Linked DNA regions of Sus scrofa: region 2 is linked to region 1. The links are chromatin contacts, called in public HiChIP or PLAC-seq maps. All regions are on one chromosome and are shown on one strand. The core of a region is the stretch at or near the end of the contact, and the rest is flanking DNA. Distances in the headings are between cores, read along the strand shown. Region 1 holds the start of PRKAR1A (protein kinase cAMP-dependent type I regulatory subunit alpha). Region 2 holds the start of GNA13 (guanine nucleotide-binding protein subunit alpha-13).

Region 1 (5,932 bases), core at 2,156-4,655:
TATTAATTAAAACAGTTACAAGGAACTCTATAGGAAACTCTGTTAGCCAAGTAAACTTAGTACACAGTGTGTTTTGATAAATTCTGATTACAAAGTTAAAAATTACTAAAACATATTGACTGCATTTCTCTTCTAAAGTTCTATTTTAGATTATCAGTATAAACTATTATTTGGTCAGAACATCTTTTCTTCCAAAAGATACAAACACATGACATCCTGCAGCACTACATTTAAAAATTGTCAGGGTCAGCTCCTCCTCTCCCCCCATTTATTTTTACCTTCTCCAACCTCTCGAAGTATTCCCTGAGGAATGCCATGGGTCTCTCGGGCCGCGCAGTGCACAACTGCACGATAGAATCCTTGAGCAGGGCCTGAATGTTGTGCTTCTGGACGTAGAGCTCACATTCCCGGAGGCTACGCTCCTCCTCACTGGCGGTGCTGCCAGACGCCATGGTTCCCTACAGGAAAAACACACAGATGCTTTGTGAAAAACCCTTCATAAAGAGCAAACCCCAGTTTGGCCTTTGACTTAACAAATTCACTAGGCAACTGATTCACAGCGCATTTTTTTCCTAGGTGGTTTTTTTGTTTGTTTGTGTTTAAACTGGGAGGTGAGAGCTAGGGAGTAAAACACGAAGAGAAACAGCATTCTCTCAAAGAAGTGTTTCATTTAGGTCCTGCTGCACAGGATCTTGGCTCCGCAGGCAGCAACAGTAAAAGGCTCAGCTCCCAGGAGGAAGTAGGAGCCACTATCCCCTGCAGAGGCGGGGTGCTGAGGAGTCAAGCCCTTAAGGGAATTTCATTCAGTTCTCCTCCTGCAAAAGAAATCATGATGACGTGGGAAGTGTGTAAATGGTAAACAGGACAGAGAATTACAAGGGCACACGAGGCAGCTCTAAGCGAAAGCAAGTAAGCACAACGAAGAACATCTGACATGCACTATACGTAAACCCATATCCCAGGGGAGTGTCCTAATACCACTCAGCACACCACTGGAGCAAAGGCTCTAATGAGCCAACTACCACCAACGTAATCAAAAAATTTTTAAACACAAAAGAAATCCCAGATGAGTTTTAAAAGCAATCTTTCATTCCAGACTCTTTTTTACCAGATTCCAGACCCAGATGACAACACACTTACTGGTAAGAGGGAAAAATCCTTACTAGAACACACACACCAAGTAAACGATAAAAGATTTGGACTGGAAGATATCAAAACATTTTCTTCGTCTGGACAGGAAAATGTTAAAACATGCTAAGTCTTAAACTCACATGAAGATTCAATAGATAAATTGCATTTAGAGAATTTTAGAAGGTTCATCAAACTACCTTGATGTAAAGTAAGATAAACAGAATTATAATGGGCAGCTATTCCTACCCTGGAATTAAAAGTTATAACTACAGAGTCATGACACTGTTTCCCTTCCAACTCCTAATTATCAAGGAACTAAGATTAGAAGAAAAAGCAGATCCCCTCCACTCTGCAACTGAATTCAATACCAATCAGTCTTTTCCAAATATAATGCACACAAAACCACTGAGATGAAACTATGTTTAAAAGGAAAAAGAAACACCAGAGTAAAGAGCTAAAGGGCTAAACTGTTACTCATTTTGTTTTGACAACTTTCATCATAAAGGTCAATAACAGTAGACTAATTAACAGACCATGACAAAGTCTGTAGCTCCCTGAGGAGCACATAAATTACAAGTCATAGAAAAAGAACCATGATACTTGAGAAATAAACACTCCAAAACACAAAAATGTTCCGTGACCCTAGGATAGATTTATACCAGCCACTTTTCCAGCTCAGACAGCCAGACTGAGAATCCACTTCAATAGAATTTTCTGCATTTGAAAAAATACTGAAAACCCCCAAGAACAATGATAAATCACATCTTTTTATGCTTCAAAACATTCAGGCATGTTTCAGGAATATCAATACATGTATTCATGTATTCATTTAACCAGACAAATCACTCAGATCAAGTCTGTAGTAGAAATGAGAGAACTGGGTCTAAGAGGTGAAATGGGTTTTTTGTTCGCAATGTATTAAAAAGACCAAAAAGACGACATTGGAAATAAGATCACATATTAACAAAAATGTCCCAGGATTTATGCCGTCTCCGTGTGAAGCCCTGAATATCCATAATTTATGGTCTTAATACTTTTAATTGAATACAACCTACATTAATTCTGTACTTGTACTTAATTTTAAGAGCCTAACAATTTAGCTTTAGCTTCCCTCGCCATCCAATTATTGCACTGCTTTAAAACGTGCACTGCATCGTCTCTACAAATCAGAACACACTCAGATTCTTTCTTTTCAAAATTCGGTTGTGATAAAACGCAGCTTCAAAACGATTACGTGCGAGGAAATATTGATAACGCTCTGAGAAACTTGCTGATTCAGACCGCAGACCCTCAGACCAGCCAGGAACACCTCCTTGGGGTCATCCCGAGGGAGTGTTAGCTTTCCTTCCTCTGAGAAAAACACCAACCTCCTAGGAACCTCTCAAGTAGTTAAGTCTTTTGGCATCGCGTCTGCACTGAGCTGGAGGGGTTAATAGGTACCGCATATTTTTCGAGAGGAAGGACAGGAAAAGTGCCCTTCTCTTATGCCACAGTCATGGCCACAAAATGAAGAGGCCGACCCTTCATCCTACGCTAGTCGGAAGGCCACAGTGGTGGCAAGGAGATCTCGGGGGGGGGGGGGGAGCGACGGGGGGGAATCGGGAAAGGGAGGGAGGTGAAAGGGGACAAAAGGAAATTCAGGAGCCAGGCCAGCATCATCGTGGGGGCGGTAATCTCAGAAAGGAGAGGAAAAGCGATTGCGGGAGATGACAAGGAAGAGAACGGGGAAGAGGAAAACAAGAGCTGCCTAGTCTCAAGACAGGCCAGAAACGGTGGAGGGGACGCGCGGGGGCGGGGGGGGGACGACGGCGGATTCCGGGGAAATCAAGCCGTTGTCCTTCAGGAAATGGGGGAGGGCGAGCGCGAAGGCCGCGGCGCGCGGGGGCGGAGGCGGCGGGGGCGCGATGGCCGCCGAGGCCCGGGGGCCCGAAGGCCGCGGAGTGGGGGAGTGAGCGGGAGCAGGGTGGCTGGGAAGCCCTGCTCCGGAGCAGACGCCCGGGAGGCCTTGGAGGTGCAGACTCCCGGCCGGGGGCGCGGCCCCGGGCGCGAGGCCTGCGGGGAGGCGCCCGCCGGGGAGGGGCAGGGGGTGCGGCCGTCCCCCTGCAGGTCGCTCCCCGTGACGCCATCTTGGATCGGTCCAGCGCCCCCAAACGGGCGGCGGGGCGGCGAAGCTGGCCGCACTGAGGCCCTCCGCCGACCCCACTCACCTGGGGACAGACGGCGGCGGGCACGGGATTACCGGTGTGAGGTGACGGCTTGCTGAGCTCCCTCAGCGTTTCCCTCCCAGCCCGGCTGCACACAGCGATAGCGGCTCCGCGGCGACTCCACCGGAAACGGCTAGCCACAGCCAATCAACGCCCGGCTGCTGACGTCAATGCGCCTCGCTCTGGCCAGAGCCGTTGCCTTGGCAACCTTAAAGGTGCAGCGGGGCCCCGTCCGCCCCCGCCGCTCCTTGAAGGACCCTCGCCTCTCCTCTCTAGGAGCGTTCCTTTTCTGCTTTTTTGTCTTACATCGTCCCTCATCTGCACCCTTTCCCCACGCTTGCCTTTTGTCTCTCCCCCACTCTCTCTAGCCTGGGGCTCTCCTCCTCTGTTCACCTGCCGCCCCTTACCTGTTCCTCTCTGGACGCCTCAGGTCCCCTTTATTCTTCTGCTCTTCGCTCCTTCTCTGAGCGACTATCGGGAGCTCCCCTCTCCTCCTCCTCTTCTCTCTTCTCCTCCCACCCTCACTCCTACCTCCCTCGCCGCCTCGGCCTTTTCTCCCTCCCCTCAACCCCCTTCCCCCACCCAGGCCAGCCCACTTAGGGAGTCTCGGATGACAGGTGGGCGACTCCGCCCAGTGGCCCCTGCCGGAGGGGGACGTTGGGCGGGGGAGGGGAGATTCCAGCCGTTTCCAGGCCCAGGAGGAGGTGGCCGCCCCCGGCGGATCCGCAGCAGCTGCGCCACTGGCCAAACGCGGGCGGATGCCGAGATGCGCACGCCCCGCCGCGCATCCTGTGCTCCGCCAGCACCGCGCGGGCCTCCGGCCTCCGGCCCGCCATCCGGTCCAGGAAATCTGAGCCCCGCCAACTGTCTGCTTGGCAGATAGGACTGCTCTCCCCTCCCGGGGTGCTGTCGTCAGTGGAGGCCACCCAGGCCCCATGGGCACAAAATGCTGGAAAGGACTTTGTCAAGGTCCAAGAGAGGCCTGAGTCTTTCTAGAACCTGAAATGCCCCCCATCCTCGCACCTGACCCCGCACGGTGAGAAGTACAAAAGTGCAGATGGGCACAAACCCTCCATGACCACACAAGAAATCTCAACTGCCCGCAAAAACTGCATTAATCAGGGATGAAGGAGGAAGAAGTGGGGGAACGGCTTCTTTGCTGCTTCGGCCATTTTTTTTTCCATCACTGAATCTGTCCGTGGATAAAGGGGGTGCAGGGGACAGTTTCAGACATATAAAATCGCCAGATGAATAAAGGAGGCCCTTGGAACACATGTATCCTCGTGTCTGGCTGGTACCTGTTGTACTCGGGTTATATACTCTAGGATGTATGTATAAAATATACCATGGGTTTAACACAATACCCCCCCAAAAAAAACCTCTCATAAATATCTCATTAATAATTTGTATACTGATTCCAGGTCAAAATCATAATAATTTTGGATACATTATTATGAAATATTTTAGAGTTAATTTCGCCTTTTTTAACATTTTTAACGTAGCTATTAGGAAAATTTTAATTACCTATGTGGCTCATATCAGTATTTCTGTTCGACATCACAGTCTTAGCAGGCCGACTTCTTCCCTCCAGCTACCAGCATGACAGGGCTCCTGCTTAGCAGAGTATCTCTTTTATTTAGTTGTGGTTATCCTCTGCTTTCTGAAAGTCAAAAGAAGCACAGGCAACATCGGAAGGGCCAGATTAGGCGGTAAGAGAGGAAGGTAGGAGGGAAGTTTTTCTCCCACCCACACCCCTCATGCGGACTATCTTTCACCCAGGAATGGGTTGAATGGGGGATTAAAGACAGAACCGAGTCATATAGGATTTCACCCTTGTCAGTACAAAGAAGGGTTTATAAACTGAACCCTAAGCTAGCAAGCAGGAGAGGGAGGGAATTCGATAGCTTTGAGCAGGCCTGGTCGTGTTCTGCGAAGAAAACACCGCCGTCAGATAAATCTGAGTTTGGTTTCAGGATCTGCCATCTCCGGTAATTGACTTAATCTCCATGAGCCTCAGTTTCCTCACCCTAAAGGATAGGGAGGGCTGTGCTAAAATTAGCTGGTAAAGATAATACCAGCACACAGGTCTCTAGCACTTTATTCCTAGCACTGTTTTAGGTGCTTCACGCACAATAATTAATCTTCACAATAGCTCTCGCATCGGTATTATTTACTGTTGTTAACTGTTACTGTTACCGAAGGAAAATGAGTCATGGAGCAGCTAAGTGCCCAGTGTGGCTCCTACCCAGGCAGTGAACTTAATCACTCTCCTTTGCAGCGTGTATGTGAATCAAGTGCCCAGCACAGGGTGCAACACAAGAGATAAATGTTAGTTTGCTTTCAACGTATCCTCCCCTTCCTAAGGAGTTAACCACACTACCAGGTTAAGACTGAATTGTACTGGGTCACATTGTCAGTCCTGACACAGGCAAGACACTTGGAATGAGGAAACCAGCAAGCTGGTGACATGGAGCCCCAAGCTTTGAGTGACAGCTGGTTCCGTGCTGAAGCCTGGGTGTGTGTCCCCATTCAGCTGCATTCAGGCGCCACTCCAGCCACGGGCCAGGCCGTTTCCTGTGTCAGTCGTGCTCAACCTT
Region 2 (6,397 bases), core at 1,242-3,741, 290 kb after region 1:
TCCTGTCGTGGCTCATCAGAAACGAACCCGACTAGTATCCATGAGGACGCAGGTTGGATCCCTGGCCCTGCTCAGTGGGTTAAGGATCCAGTGTTACCGTGAGCTGTGGTGTAGGTCGCAGATGTGGCTCAGATCTGGCATAGCTGTAGCTGTGGCTGGGGCAGAGGCCAACTGCTATAGCTCAGATTGGACCCCTGGCCTGGGAACTTCCATATGCCATGGGTGCAGCCCTAAAATGACAAAACAAACAAACAAAAAAACCAAAACATGAAAAACAAAACAGGGCCAGATGTTTATTTAGCTGGCTTATAATCAGTTAACATGTTAACTATTCACTGACAGAACTCCTTAAGTTTGGGCATCGGTATACAAAGGTACCTTCAATTAGAGCCTGGTTAGGCAGAGTCTTCGGCTTTGAAAGACACCTCAATTAATGTTGCACTACTAAACGTTAAGAAGGGATAAATACAACCGGTTTTTTTTAATAACTTAACTGCAGAGGTACTAGGGCTGGCTGTGGTCTATGAGTTCCTGGCGCAGTGCTCTCCCCCGTTATTAGCTTCACAAAGCTTCCCCTTCCCCCCCCCCCAAGCAGTTTTCCTCTACTCAATCCTGGGAGAAAAAAAAGTGACACCAGAGAGTAACTTAAGCACTTCCTGAACAACAAAAAAATCCCACTCAAAAAAATGCTGCTTGGAAAAGCTTGAAATCTATAGCGAACTCCTAGATAATTGCTACCCAGATGCAACAGAGAGAATCCTGACACACCTGAAGTACCAGACTCCGTACCGCAACTTTGGCAAATGCCTTTTATAAAGTAGAAAATATGATACAAAGAAAATGAAGTGCTAATTAACACTCAAACGACAAAAATAAAATCCCTCTTCTCTTAGCTCTTTGAAAGACCAGAAATAAAGTTCTTGTGCGTTTTTCACTTATTAACAAGGCTTAATCTAACTTAAAAAATACTGACAAACAGAAGCAGAGCCGACACTGATTCACTGACTCAACTTGTACAGGCTCTGCATCACTTCTAGGCCAAAGATTCTTTATTATCAACACACAGTTTAATTTAAGTAGTAGAAGCAAGTGGTGGTACCCCTTCCCTCCGGCCCCCAGTTACTAAGCAAAAGGAGAGTGGAACGTGTTGCATAGTGATTACAGGCAAACATCCTGCCCCACCGTGACACCCGGGCGAAAAACCACCGCTGCGAACTTTTTTAGACTAACTAAATGGGGCTACTCTTTCCTGACGCCAGTACAATAAACAGGACACCCTCAAGTTTCATATCCTTGCCCCAAAGGGTCCAAGAGCAGTCACCGTTCGCCCTTGACCAGAGTCTCGGGCAAAAGTTTCCTCATTGCGATGGTTCCAGAACACTGGAAGGGCCAAGGAAGCAGGGAAGTGGGAGCAGCCCCGATCCCATGTGACTCGGGCACCCACCCACCCGGGAAGGCGAGGCTGGGCAGGCAGCGCTGGGGCGTGGGGTCAGGGTGTAGGGTCTGGGGCTGGCTCTCGGGTCTGCTGCCTCGTCCGGAGGAGGGAAGACAGGAGGGGGCACCCCGCACTCCCGGCACCCGGCTCCCTTCACTTCCCTTCTCGCAGGGGGCGAGGCCAGCGACGGAGTGGGGGGTGGGGGGCCAGCCGGGATCCCTGCCCCGCAGCAAGAGGGAAAAGGGGCACCCCCAGGCATCCCCTCCGCTGGGGGCAAGGGCACCCCGGGCAGGCAGGGTCGGTGCCCGGGGCGCGCCCCCTTCCCGCGCGCCCGCCCGCCGGGCCCGTTTCTACTCCGGGGACTGAGCGAACGAGGGCGGTGCCCGGTCCCGCGCCGGCCCGCGGCCGCCCCCGGCCCCCGGCCCCCCGGCTCCGACCCCGGCCCGGCACCTTTGATCACGTTGCTGTAGATGGTGGGACGGAACTCCTCGCGCGCGCGCTGGTCGAAGTCCTGTCCGTGGATGATCCGCATCTGCTTCAGGAAGGTGGACTTGCCGCTCTCGCCCGCACCCAGCAGCAGGATCTTCACGAGCCGCTTCACGTAGGTCTTCTCCCGCGACAGGCATTTGTCGATCTCTTTGGACTTGCGCTGCTGCTCGGCCTCGCCGCTCGTCAGCACGCAGCCGGGGAAGCACACGGACAGCACGGACCGCGACGGCAGGAAGTCCGCCATCTTGCCGCCGCCGCCGCCGCCGCCGCCTCGGCGGGCCCCTCCGGCTCCCTCCACCTCCTCCTCGGGCGGCGGGCGGCTCCGGCACCGCGGCTCGAGGGCGGGGAGCGCAGTGGCGACCCGAGCGCGCCGGGGGAGGGAGGGAACCAGCGAACTGACTCGCAGGGCGGGCCAGGCGAGCCGGGGAGGGAGGGAGGGAGGGAAGGAGGGCGGGCCTGGGAGGGGCGGTGGCCCGGGGGACGTGCGCGTGCCCGCTGCCTCCGGGGGCGCGCGCGCACGCCGCGGCGGCTCCTCCGACCCGTGCGCTGGGCCGGAGAATCACGTTCTACTGTGAATTCGCGGCCGCCGTCAGGCGCGCGCGGGGAGGGGTTGAAGGGGTGGGGCCTTGTGTTCATGTGATCTCGGGCTGGGCGCCTTGCAGAGCCAGCCTTTCTGTTTCCCTTTAATTAGCTGCACCCACTTACGCGCCCAAGGGCTGCTTCCGGGAGCCCTGGAGGCTGGGGCCCGGAGAGAAGAACTCAGATGCAGCACTTTGGGTTCCCCAACCGCTCCCGCCGCGGTTACGTGCGGGTCGCCGGCTGTCATCGTTCGCTCTCCTAGTTTCGAGGCCATTGGCTTGAATGTTATTCAAAGAGCGAGCGCGAGTTGGGCAAGTTTTTGGTGCGTTTTCCTAGAGTATCTTCCTTGACATCCTGCTCTCACAAACTCAAAACGTTAACCAAACATCTTCACATCCTCCCCAACACCGGCCCGCAGCTCTCTTCGGTATTCTCTGAGCCCTACAAAGATCATCTCTTGGAGGAGAAAGACTTCGTGTTGATGTTAATCTGAGATGGGCGAGGAGGGGTTGTTGATGTCTCATTGATGCGGATTCCAACCCAAGCTGCTGAAATCAAGATGTAGCTGCAGTAGGGTGAGGTCATGGTGAAAATCCCCCTTAACCGGACACTGTGATGCAGACTCTTCCCTAACAAGGAAGCAGATAAGCAAACAGACCGAGGAGAAGAGCCGGCAAATTTTAGGTTTCCTGCCAGATTACAGAGGATATGACCAGCCAAGGGACTTTTTTCCTATCCTAATAGCAGATTCAGGCCAGGACACCTGAAGGGCTGCCAGGAGACAAGCGACCAGTGACAGCTGGGTTGGCCCCCAAAAGCCAACTTCTTCATTCTTGGTATTCTAGTTTTAAGTGCAAAAAGGCTTTTGGGGTGGTCTCCGTTTATGGCAGTACAACCCTAATGTTCCTTGATGAGAACTTCTGTGGCTCAGAAACGTCTATGCGTCAGAAACTGAAGAAAGAGGTCAGCACTCCCAAGAGGCTCAGGAACAGGTTTAAATTTTAAAAATCAGTGCTAATCAGTTCACTGTCTGGGTTGGGTTAATGTCCGAGGAGCCTCATGACTCAGTAAACTGGCTGCAGTAAACAGTGCCTGTAGTGGGATTATCTCCTCTTGTCCTGGCCAAGCCCACAGGGTGGACAAGCTACAATATACAAAGTAGTGTAGGTTCAACTCTTAATATCTAAGGATTGTTAGGGCCAGAATCACTAGGTGGTGCCTTCAGGTAAAATATAGGGTAAACGTCTCTCCTGGTTGCAAGATCTCTCTGTGGCCTCAGCTAGTGTTTGGGAGGCTCTGTTCTCCACCCATGAAAGGATGAACCAGGGCAGGGGTCTAGCACCGGCCTCCAAGCACCCTTTCTATATGGACTCCAGATGCTAATCTGAATTCTACGAAAACAGGAAGAGGGAAGCCTATCAGTTAAGTAGTTAACATATTTTTTTTTCTTTTTCCAAAAGTGTGTGCAACGTAATGGAGAACCAAGGATGCCTAGGAGGCAGGAAGGTATTCCTGCCCAGCCAGTTCATGTTGTGACATGCAAAACAGCAGAGAAAGCTATTCAAAGCCCTGCCTATAACCTTGTGTTGGAACAAGCTTAGCTCAGAACTGGCCCAGCTGCTCTAATCGATGTTTCTGAAAAATGAGATCTCTTCGGGCCTCGCCTGAGTTTTGGCTGCAGTAGTCCAACTGTTTCGAACTGTCTGGTAATCCAGCTCCCTTGAAAATGTGAGCATATAAATGAGCCAGAGGTCTGGCGGTTCCTCAGAAAGTTAAACATAGAATTGCCACATGACCCAGCAGTTTCACTCCTGGGTATATATCTAAAAGAACTAAAAACAGGCATTCAAGGGAGTTCCCTTTGTGGCTCAGCGGTTAAAGAACCCGACTAGGATCCATGAAGATGCGGGTTCCATCCCTAGCCTCGCTCACCCGGTTAAGGATCCGGCATTGCTGTGAGCTGTGGTGTAGGCCGGCGGCTACAGCTCCAATTCGACTTCCATGTGCCACAGGTGTGGCCCTAAAAAGAAAAAAAAAAAAAAAAACAAGCATTCAAAGAAAAAACTGTACACCTAGGTTTATGGCAGCACTATGCAGAATAGCCCAAAGGGGGCATCAACTCATATATCCATCAGTGGATGAATGGAAAAACAAAATGTACATCCAGGCAATGCAATTATTCAGCCATAAAGAGAAATGAAGTACTAATACAGGCTACAACATGAAAGAGCCCTGAAAACATTATGCTACATGAAAAAGCCTGTCACAAAAAAGCCACATATTGTAAAGTTCCATTTCTATGAAATACCTGCAATAGACAAATCCATGTAAACAGCAGGTTAGGAGTTGCCAGGAGCCAGGGGAGGGAGGAATGGGGAGTGACTGCTTAATACATGCATGGTTTCCTGGAAGCTCCCCTCGTGGCTCAGTGGAAACAAATCTGACTAGTATCCATCCCTGGCCTCTCTCAGTGTGTTAAGGATCTGGTGTGGCCGTGAGCTGTAGTGTAGGTCACAGACTCAGCTCAGATCAGGCATTGATGTGGCTGTGGTGGAGGCCAGCAGTTACAGCTCCAGTTGGACTCCTGGCCTGGGAACTTCCATATAGTGAGGCCCTAAAAAGAAGAAAATAAAAAAAAAGAGAAGTAGATACAGGGTCTTCTTTTGGGTGATGAAAATGTCTAGGAACCAGACAGTGGTAATGATTAATTCACAGAACATTGTGAATGTACTAAATGCCCCCAAATTGTACTTTTTTTTTTTTTTTTGGTATGCCTGAGACACGTGGAAGTCCTGGACCAGGGATCTAACCTGCACTACAGCAGTGACCATGCCAGATCCTTAACTTGCTAAGCCACCAGGTTACTCCCTGAATTGTACACTTTAAAATGGTCAGATGATGAATTTAATGTTATGTGAATTTCACCCCCACTTAAAAAAAAAATGAGGTAGGGAAAACAATATTTTCCATAAAAGAAATCATTGACATCATTTAACATTGAGGCACCCACAGTGGGCGATCTTCAGTGAATGAAAGTGTGGTTATGTTTAGTTTAAAACAGTGCTAACAATTTAAATTATTTGCACCAGAAGCAAATCTATCGTAGCTCTTGGTTCAGGTTACATTGGGATGACATTAGTTAATGATACTTTAATTTTCGGATAAACAGTTTCATAACTGAAGTAAAAAAAAAATCCAAACTTTTGAAGGGAATGACCTCTTGGTTGGAATTGGATCTGCTGGGTGCTCCTATTTCCAATAGGCCCAGAAGTGACTTCATTGGAAGCATCTGTACTGTTAGCCAGGTAATCCATATGCAAATGAGGGATTCAGATGCCCTGCAGCGGCCGTGATAAAATGATTAAACAGTCAGTTGCAATGCTCTTTTCCTTCCGGAATCGAGGTAGCCAACAATCTTGCTAGATAAATAATGAAGGTGTGACTAAAAATGTAGAAACACATTTCCAAACAGCTTTTCTCCTCGGATGTGGTCACCTGAGGATGGAACGGGCCCTTTCTAGCAATACTGCCAATTCCTGAAATCTATTCATAATTTTCTGTTGGAACAGAGCGAAAATTTTTCTGTTGGAAAGAAGATTTCCTATCTTATAGTCACTTTTTTTGTTTGTTTGTTTGTTTGTTTTTCCAAAAAAAGGTTTTGTTTTCAAGTGGCATTACTTAGCTCGTTTACCAAACTTCGTGCCAAAAAAACGTTGGGCTGCTTACCCAAATCAGTGTTATCCGCAAAGGACAAAAATTTGTCACCCTCAGATGTATTCAAAAGAATGTGCCAGAGGCTCTAGGAACAATTCCAAGAGAGGAGTATAAAACATTTTTTGGAATGATGGGAAGATATAATTTAAATAAGTGCTTCGCCTTCCAAAATGACTACTC

What was found. HiChIP or PLAC-seq counts read pairs in DNA pulled down with a chosen protein or histone mark.
Region 2: a contact with region 1 is called in an H3K27ac HiChIP or PLAC-seq map of alveolar macrophages. The contact joins the promoter of GNA13 here to the promoter of PRKAR1A in region 1. A contact is called at or near these places in 2 of 47 Hi-C or Micro-C datasets (heart right ventricle and liver) and 2 of 2 datasets of contacts at active chromatin or transcription factors (alveolar macrophages and skeletal muscle).

Annotation. Positions count from the first base shown.
Region 1 is chr12:11,677,304-11,683,235 of Sscrofa11.1, forward strand. It overlaps PRKAR1A (protein kinase cAMP-dependent type I regulatory subunit alpha), which reads right to left and starts at 3,406. Exons shown (of 11, transcript NM_214026.1): 1 at 3,339-3,406; 2 at 279-458. The coding sequence starts at 452.
Region 2 is chr12:11,964,422-11,970,818 of Sscrofa11.1, forward strand. It overlaps GNA13 (guanine nucleotide-binding protein subunit alpha-13), which reads right to left and starts at 2,492. Exons shown (of 4, transcript XM_003357998.4): 1 at 1,886-2,492. The coding sequence starts at 2,168.